Regions from separate parts of the Mus musculus genome. Here all the other regions are linked to region 2. A link is a contact called in public HiChIP or PLAC-seq data. All regions are on one chromosome and are shown on one strand. Each heading gives the region's core, a stretch centred on a gene start, on an enhancer-like site or on the middle of the called end of the contact. The rest is flanking DNA. Distances are from core to core; before and after follow the strand shown. Region 1 has its middle 34 kb from the start of 1700012D14Rik. Region 2 has its middle 33 kb from the start of Gm33204. Region 3 holds the start of 1700012D14Rik (RIKEN cDNA 1700012D14 gene).

The links. HiChIP or PLAC-seq counts read pairs in DNA pulled down with a chosen protein or histone mark.
Region 1: a contact with region 2 is called in a CTCF HiChIP or PLAC-seq map of the NIH/3T3 cell line, with 6 read pairs. The contact joins two enhancer-like sites. A contact is called at or near these places in 1 of 15 datasets of contacts at CTCF or cohesin (the NIH/3T3 cell line) and 1 of 115 datasets of contacts at active chromatin or transcription factors (embryonic fibroblasts).
Region 3: an H3K4me3 HiChIP or PLAC-seq map of bone marrow-derived macrophages shows a contact between it and region 2, with 6 times the contacts expected there. The contact joins the promoter of 1700012D14Rik here to the enhancer-like site in region 2. A contact is called at or near these places in 1 of 39 promoter capture datasets (hippocampal neurons), 6 of 115 datasets of contacts at active chromatin or transcription factors (astrocytes, bone marrow-derived macrophages, embryonic basal ganglia and 3 more) and 1 of 9 other capture datasets (adipose tissue).

Annotation. Positions count from the first base shown.
Region 1 is chr7:111,155,302-111,158,001 of GRCm38.p6, forward strand. No RefSeq gene overlaps it. Among named protein-coding and RNA genes, the nearest start is that of 1700012D14Rik, 34 kb to the left of the region's middle. Within about 2 kb of position 1,345, at least 202 of the 459 cell types and tissues checked have an H3K27ac peak or open chromatin away from gene starts, as enhancers often do. A contact at or near this core is called in the NIH/3T3 cell line and embryonic fibroblasts, where this site is marked.
Region 2 is chr7:111,975,176-111,977,875 of GRCm38.p6, forward strand. No RefSeq gene overlaps it. Among named protein-coding and RNA genes, the nearest start is that of Gm33204, 33 kb to the right of the region's middle. Within about 2 kb of position 1,431, at least 51 of the 459 cell types and tissues checked have an H3K27ac peak or open chromatin away from gene starts, as enhancers often do. A contact at or near this core is called in the NIH/3T3 cell line, bone marrow-derived macrophages and embryonic fibroblasts, where this site is marked.
Region 3 is chr7:111,121,159-111,124,023 of GRCm38.p6, forward strand. 1700012D14Rik (RIKEN cDNA 1700012D14 gene) reads right to left here and starts at 1,517. Exons shown (of 3, transcript NR_015573.2): 1 at 1,225-1,517.

The DNA.
Region 1 (2,700 bases), core at 95-2,594, 820 kb before region 2:
ACTCTGTCTCTAAAGAATGACACTAAACCAAGATAAGAAGCTCCCAAGGATGTTACCTACCTGAGGTTGTCCATGAACGTCCACATACACCTGGACACACACATACTCGCACACACAAAGACAAGCATATAAAATATGAACACACACACACATATCTGCACACACACACACACACACACACACACACACACACACACCCCAAAGACTATTCTATGTAGTGACATGGCAACTGTTTATGATTTAGCATTAAGTCAAAGGAGGCATGCAGAGTCCTGCCTATGTTATGACATACTATGACAGGTGTGTGTTCATGTCAGAGGCACCTTTAGGCACCTTCTGGTCCCCTGGGTACTCCATGTATATTAATATTATACACTGGCTTATGGAGAGGATTCTCCAATCTATTATAACTTGGCTTATTTTTTGACCAGTTATAGATGCTTGGCTAGGAATCTTTGAGATGAGCAGAAATTGAGACGAATTTTGATAATGTCCAACTCCTGTTGATGGGTGAATAATCTAATAAATATTAGCAACCAAAAAAATTGAAATAAATATGGGATGACCCTTCCTTTCCTGTTGATAAAAAGCATTGCCAAATTTTGTTTTGTTTTGTTTTTGTTTTTTGAAAAATGGTCTCAGCAAGTCAAGAGATGAGCCTAAAATGTAGCTGCCTCAGGTGAGGGAGGGGCTCTAGAGATTAAAGCTACCTTGGAGGCAGGGCCAGGGAAAACCCTATTGTGAGAACCAAAAGGCCCGGTGAGACACTCAGGGACACTGGAAGCTATCTACAAGCTACCCAGAGGCTGGCTGACTTACAGAATCCTCACCGCAGCCCACAGGGAAACTGTTGTGTCCAAAACAGATCGAGCCAGAAACACGTGATAAGACAGTCGTTTAAAAAGAGAAGTTTAAGAGTCACCAAAGGGCCAGAAGCAGCTGTGACAAGGGATTAAGAGCCCAGGAGGTGAGAGCAGAAACAGGGAATCCAGGAATTGGCTAGAACAGGTGCTGCTTGGGGTCCTCCTGGGCAAGCTGAGGGAGGAGAGCAGTGGAAATAAGGGTTCGGGGTAGGGAGTGGGGGTAAAGGTTCCCCTGAATTTAAGGGTCCTCACAGACACCAACAGTATACAGAAGACCATTCAGAAATCTCTCACCCTAGCTTGGGCTCAGAATGAGAAATCAAGACAGAAATTCCCCTGGTGAATCAGGCTGAGCCCAAGGGGAGGGGAAGGCTGTTTAGAGATAAGGATAAACCCTATTGGGTGCTTAGGTAGAGAGACAAGTCTAGGCACTGGAGCCCAGGCTCTGTGAGTCCTGCGTGCTCAGGCCTGAATGAAAAACTAGGTTTGGGGGAAGAGACTGGCTGGTGAATCACAAGTCCCAGATGTGGGGCACACACTGCAGGCAGACCGTGGCTGCTGTCAGCAGATTTGACCACAGCCTGGGTTAGCTGACAGGCTCAGGACACCGGCCCTGGTTTTAGGCCAGAGAAAGGAAGAACTGCCCCTGGACCCTCCAATATGAAAGCCACAGAGCCCCACAGAACTCCATCTGGGTGAGCAAAAGTATTCAGAACCAGGCTTTACAAGTTGGTTTTATGATGCATCTGGGCTGAAGGTGAACCACCCCAGTCATTAGCTCACTTCCCCTGGGGCTGAATTCCGCAAGGAGCCAGGGGAACGGGTTTCTCCAGCACACACAGACCTGTCCATCAATGTTTGCTCAGAAAAATCCTTGGCACCTCAGAGGCTGTCCCTGGCTCACCTCTGAGACCATGTGCTTTCTCTTGCAGGCAGTTTTGCTGGCTGTTCCCGTAACGGACAGGACAAAGGGACTATATTAAGGCTTCCCTGGGTTAGACAAGATTGGAACACGTCAGATGGCCAACTGCTAGCACATTGTGGTGTCCAGTATCATATATCTTTTCTCCCTCCCTCCCTCCCTCCCTCCCTCCCTCCCTCCCTCCCTCCCTCTCTCTTCTCCTCCTCTATCCTCCCTCTCTGTCTTTCTGTCTCTTTCTCTGTGTCTGTCTCTTTCTGTTTCTGTCTCCATTTCTCTCTTCCTCTCTCCCTCCCTCCCCCTACCTCTCTTGGTGTGTGTTCTTTAAATTCCAGCTTAGCAGCCACATGATTTAGGTTACTTCTGTCCTCCTAAAATAGGACTCTGGCCACGTCTCCAATGGAGGCCCCGGCAACACACGGGTGGGCTGGCTGCCAGGGCTGGCGGAGGGAGATGTGGGCTGGAAATAAACTCATCGTGTTTGCTTACAGCTTCTTCCCCCCACCTCACCGGTGAGTCAGATGGCTTCTCACCCCACATTTTGCTCTTACCCTCTTTTCTCTTCAGGGGTGGGGGTGGGGTGGAGGATGCTGTCAGGTTTAAAATACACCCTCAAATTATACGTATTTGTATGCCCATATACAACAGGGACTTGTTCTTTCTTTAATGCAATACAGAATTATTTTTGGCTTTTTCAGGTTCATTCTGTTTTAAGTCATCCTTGGCTAGGAAGTGAGCGCCAGGAGTTGAGAGAGTGAGATCTCAAGTCCCCACCCTGCTCCTTAGTAACTGTGGCATTTGGGGCAAGGCAGTTCACCTCTGAAAGCTTCTTTCTCAGCTCTCGGCCTCCCTTGGGCAAGGCCTTCTTTGTAGCCCCGGAGTATGACCCTTGACCTTCATTCCCCAGGCTTGTCCTGA
Region 2 (2,700 bases), core at 181-2,680:
ACTTTTCCATTACTAGTGGTAACATTTTGAACAACTAGTTTTTATGAATCATTTATAGACCAAGCATCTTTCAAATAGCATCTAATTCAACATTCACAACTCCCTTGGAACAAAGTGTTTTCCCCCATCTTACAGATGAGAAAACAGGTTTTTTCAAAGTTAAGTAACTTGTTCAAGGCCACACATAAAAAGGAAATGGCAGAACCAGAAATTAAACTGGTCTATCGGGTCCCAATCACTAAGTCACTGTTGCCTCTTACTAATTCTCTGCAACCAACTCACTTACTTGCCTTCCCCCTCTGAAGTCTTACCAAAGTGCACTACTTTTTCTCAACCCAGTCTAAGGAGCCTGTGGACTCTCCCTCACAGCCATTTCCTCCCGCAGGCCAACTCTGAACTTCTACCCAAACATTATGTTCTTCAAACGTCTGTCCAGAATGGAGCTTCTCCTTCCAAATATGATTTGCCCCTGTTCTTCCCAAGTGTGTCCTCAGTCTACCTAGCACCCAGGCTTGGGAACTTCATGCACTTCATTAAGTTCTGCCTTTTGATCCTTTTAATAATCAGCTTATTAATTTTACTCCAAGACATTTCTCTAGGGTTCCTTCTCACTGATCATCCTGATTCAACAGTACTAATGGATGCTGAGCATCCTGCCCTTCCCTCACCCATCCTATAACTAACCCTCTCTAGGACACCCATCCACTCAGGTTGCTGATCTCAAGTCCAGGACTTGGAAACAGCTCTCTTGAAGACTTGAGTTTGGTCTCCAGAACCTATGTGGAAAAGCAAGGCTTGTGGGCTGTGCTTGTACTCCTAATGCTTCGGGGAAGAGACAGGCAGGTCCCTGGGGCTTGTTGGACAACTAGCTTAGCTTATTTAGTGAGCTCCAGACTAAATAAGAGATTTAAATCTAAATGAGAGATTCTTGCTTTCTCAAACTCCATAGTTTCTCTCTCTCTCTCTCTCTCTCTCTCTCTCTCTCTCTCTCTCTCTCTCTCTCTCTCTCTTTCTCTCTCTCTCTCTCTCACACACACACACACACACACATGAAAGCACCCACACAAACATGTACATGCACACACAAACCCACACATGCACACACATGCACAAGCATGCACACACACAAACACACACAAATGCATAACACATTCACCACAGACACAAAGAATCCAGTTTAAACTCCTTACACAGGTAAAGATCTACCCTAGTCCACCTTCCTGATGTCTATGAAACAAAACTTCCAGAAGTTCTGCATACACTTTGGCATTCCTCCTAACAGCCCCCAAGCTATCCCTCCTGCACCTCTAATCCTATCAAGCTTCGTTCAGATGTTCTCTCCAAAACTTTGCCTCAGGTGCTGAGTCAGTCATGAGTGTGTCTCCCTCCTCCGAACTTCCTGCACATGATGTCATGTGTGTGAGTCAATGTGGCTTTCTGCAGTGATTCAGCTGTTTGTCTGTACATCTTATAATCCACACTAGATGTGAGTTTCTGCTGGACCATGATTCACCTTGGTATTTGACAAACTTAACACAGACCCTAGTATGGGGCAGCTACTTCTTAGCTTGATTTTTCTGTTTTGGTTTGGTTTGGTTTGGTTTGGTTTGGTTTGGTTTGGTTTGGTTTGGTTTGGTTTGGTTTGTTTTTCTTGGTTTGGTTTGGTTTGGGGTTTTTTTGAGACAGGGTTTCTCCTGCTGTGGTGGAACTCGCTCTCCCAAATGCTACGATTAAAGGCATGTGCCTCCTGCCTGATTCTTAGCTTAATTGTTAAGGACTCTTTTGATATATGACTGCCAAACTACTTAACAGAGGTCAGAGCAACTAAGCCTTTAAAGTACATTCAAATAACCACCCACAGCAGGCGACCTGGCTCACCCAGGTCCCTGGATGGTCTAGCCAGAGGCTGTCCTGATACAGTCCTGTGGGGCGCACTCTAGGATAAGCCACCCCACTGGTACCAAACTCGTTTTCTAGTATTTCCCACCACACCCTGAAAGGTAAGAACATGCCATTACCCATCGTCACAGGCCAGGCTACAAGATGCTAGGTGGAGACTGAACCTCTCTACCATGATGAAAAACGATAACTGGTGCCAAATTACTCGCTTGTCAGACTCCATTCGTCTCTGTTTCTCAAGCTACTTCTGTACCCAGAGGCCTCCATCAAAAGGCTCCAGCTTGTCCCTGGAACCTGGGTTCAGGGAAAGTTCAAGATTGTGCAAAGACAGAGGGAACCTCCAAAGTCTAAACTCATGAGAACGATAGGCAATCCCCACTAGTCCTTCATCCAGAGCAGAGCCAGGGTGGGGTCTGGAAACAAGTTGCTATCTTATCTCTGTATACTTGAAAGTCCTGGGATAGGAATAGTTCCATTCTCAAGGCTTCTGGATAGCACAGAGAATAATCTAAAACAGAAGATCAAACGGTCAAAAACTGGAAGTTGGAATTTTTTAATCAGATCTGGTTACTTCCCATTAAAGCAAGCTAGTCTAAAAATGAGCAGAAATCCATTATTCCCATCGCCTGTACTACCCAACAATATTGTTGTACGCATCAAAATTGCTGATAAAGTAGACAGAGTTTATATATATATAGATTAGATATAGATATATGTCGCTCACATGACAATTGTACGTAGGAGTCTAAGGCATAGGAGAGGAGGCTGAAGATGTGGTCAGCAGGCTTTATATACAAAATA
Region 3 (2,865 bases), core at 267-2,766, 850 kb before region 2:
AGAATGCCTAGTATGTAGTAAAGTAAATATGCTAATATTTTCCATTCCACTTACTGTTCTGGTAATTTCCTTGCTTTGAAATGCTTTTTTACCCACTGACATAGAAACATTCGTGGGTGGTGGTGGTGGGAATAAAAACCAACTGAGTTTTTTTTTTTTTTTTAAATACAGCCCCATTTCAATATCTCTAAAACTAAAAACTCAATCTAAAGTGGAATCAGATATGCAAGTGTTACATGACATATGCTGTTACTATAACCAGTCTGTCCCCGATCTAACAATTAATGCTTACTGAGTAACTCTCTTATTTTCTGTGGCCTGTTAGTATCTGTGCCCAATTCCTCATAAAGGTTAATTCATCTAATTGTCAAGAACCTGAGATTATCAACGACTGCATTTTAGAGAAAGATACAGGGAAGTTGGCACCTGCTAGGTTAACACATTTAGTCAGTGAAGAATGAACAGAGTTCCCAAACTGACTGTGCAGCCCACGTGCCTCGACAGTACTTGGGAGTTTTCTACTTCATCAAGCATAACGAGCATTTGGTACTAGAGGTTGGTGTGTGTGTACAAACAGATTGCCAGCGTGTTGTAACAGGCGAAGGCAGCAATCTTAAACTAGGCAGTAGTTAGAAAACCTATTCCTTAGCAGTGGACTCTCCTTCCAGCCTCGATTTAAATTTAGCAAAACAGAGAGCTTCTCGGAGCCACTGGTTCACCATAAAATGAAGTTTCCCCACCTCGTTGTCAAGTGGGCACAAAAAAAAGTAGCTTTGTTTTCTTAAAAGGGCCCCGTATTCCTTTCTCTTCTGAGGTACATCCCAGCAGCTCTTGGGGACAAAGCATCTGCCCTCCTAAGTTTCCAGTTCCTTTCAGGGAACACTAGGGTCTCCCCTTAGGGGCCTTTTGCTGCCAGGCGGCCCTAGGTGTGAACGGGAGCGCAGGCCAATCGCAAAGGTTAAGAAGCAGAAGGGGCCGGGCAGCTCCACTAGGACCTAGAAGTATTTCAACGCGGTCACTTCGCCCTGCGGCCAGTGACAGCCATCCCTCCGGGCCAGGCGTGCACTGCTCGCAGAGCACCACGCCCCCGGAGGCATGCTTCTTGCCCTAGCCTACCAGTGGGTGACACAGGATTCCTCTCGCCCCAGGAATGTCGACTGTGCCATCGACATGAAGTCGTGTCAACACACCCAACACCTTTCCACTCCATCTCCATCGCCCTACCGTCTCGGCTGCGGCTGGGCTGCAGAGCCGCGTCGCGGTCCCCAGCCGAGCACGAGACCGCCATTTTAGACAGCTCAAGGCAGCGGCCATTTCGGAGCGGCCCACTCGCCGGTGGCTCAGCTCACCTTCAGCGAGGGTCTAGGGCCAGTCGTCGGGGACTGGAGGGAGGAGGGAGAGATGAAAAACAAAACAGAGGAGAGGAGGACGCGGGACGGGGTGATGCTGTCAACTCAGGGATACCGCCTAAGCCACCTCAAAGGGCCCCGACTCTCGGACGGCGCGGCCTGAAGTCTGAATTCAGGGACTCTTAGAGCTCCACTGCGGCCAGACGCGATGGTCTGCAGGAGCGACTTCGCCGCTGTCCAATCAGCGACAGAGCTCATCCCTACCGCCAATCCGCGCTGAGCAGCGAGGCGGGACTAAGAGCCCAAGTTTGGTTGAGGCGCGGTGTGACCTGGGAGCCGCCTAGCCGGCTCTGGGCTCCGGGCTGGCGGGCGAAGCCATTGTTTTCTGAATTCCCCGGCACGCCGTGGGCCTGGCGCGGGTTTAGAGAGCAGATTCCGGGGCTCCTCCAGTTCCACGTGGCTGATGCTGACAGACAGATGGCGGCCCAGTCGGCATTTCCCTCAGCTCTGTCGCTCTGCAAGGACTGCTGAGACAGCTATGGATCCTGAGCTCGCCAGCCTAGGCTGATGGTGGCCCGGTCACTCAGTGCTTGGAAGCGGGAAGAAAAAACTCACCTTACTCGGCGTGCATAAACCTTTACCAGCCGGGGGGTTAGGCCAGGCCAAGGGCACGCCTGATGTTTGGCCTCCCAGGTGGCCCAGCAGGACGAAAGGGAAAATCCTTAGAACTCTTCTTTTTCTGAGGTTTACCTCAGCGTTACCAACTCATCTCTGTTGGGTGGGCTGGCAACATTTGGGTGTTTAAGCCATCTATCCCCGTTCTCCCTCTTTTCCAAAAGGGCATGGCCAGGCTTGAGGTCCTGTGTGTAGGGATTAAAAAGCATGTGCCACCATGCCCCGCGAAGCCTAACCCTTAATAGTAGTTATCAGGACTGATGGCAGTCATCAAGCTTCAGTATAATTTTGGAATAAGATTTTGTTTATTATATATTTTTATATATGTCCCCAATGTGAACTTCACATACCTGGTTTGTGTCTTTGTAAATTGGAAAAAAAACTCAAAAATAAGACAATGGGAAGAATAATTAAACATATTCGTGTTTAATTAAAGACTAGGATTTAACTTAGGCTCTATATGCTGACGAGTCTACTGTTCTTGAAACATACAGATTTTTTTCTGTTAATTGCTGTGTCAAATTATAATTTATTATATATTTATATACAGTTATGATTATAATATATGTTGGTTGAGAGAAAAATACAGGCAATGTAGGACTCAGCAAATAAAGATAATAATACTGTTTATAGAGTGCACTGTAGGAGCCAGGGGCTGTTTTATGTACTTTTTGTTTTGTTTTGATATTTGAGACAGGGTTTCTTTGTGTAGCCTTGGCTGCCCTAGAACTTGCTCTCTAGACTAGGCTGGCCTTGAACTCATAGAGATCTGCCTGCCCCTGCCTCCTGTGCTGGAATTAAAGGTATGCACCATCACCACCTGGCTGTTTCATGTTCTTTC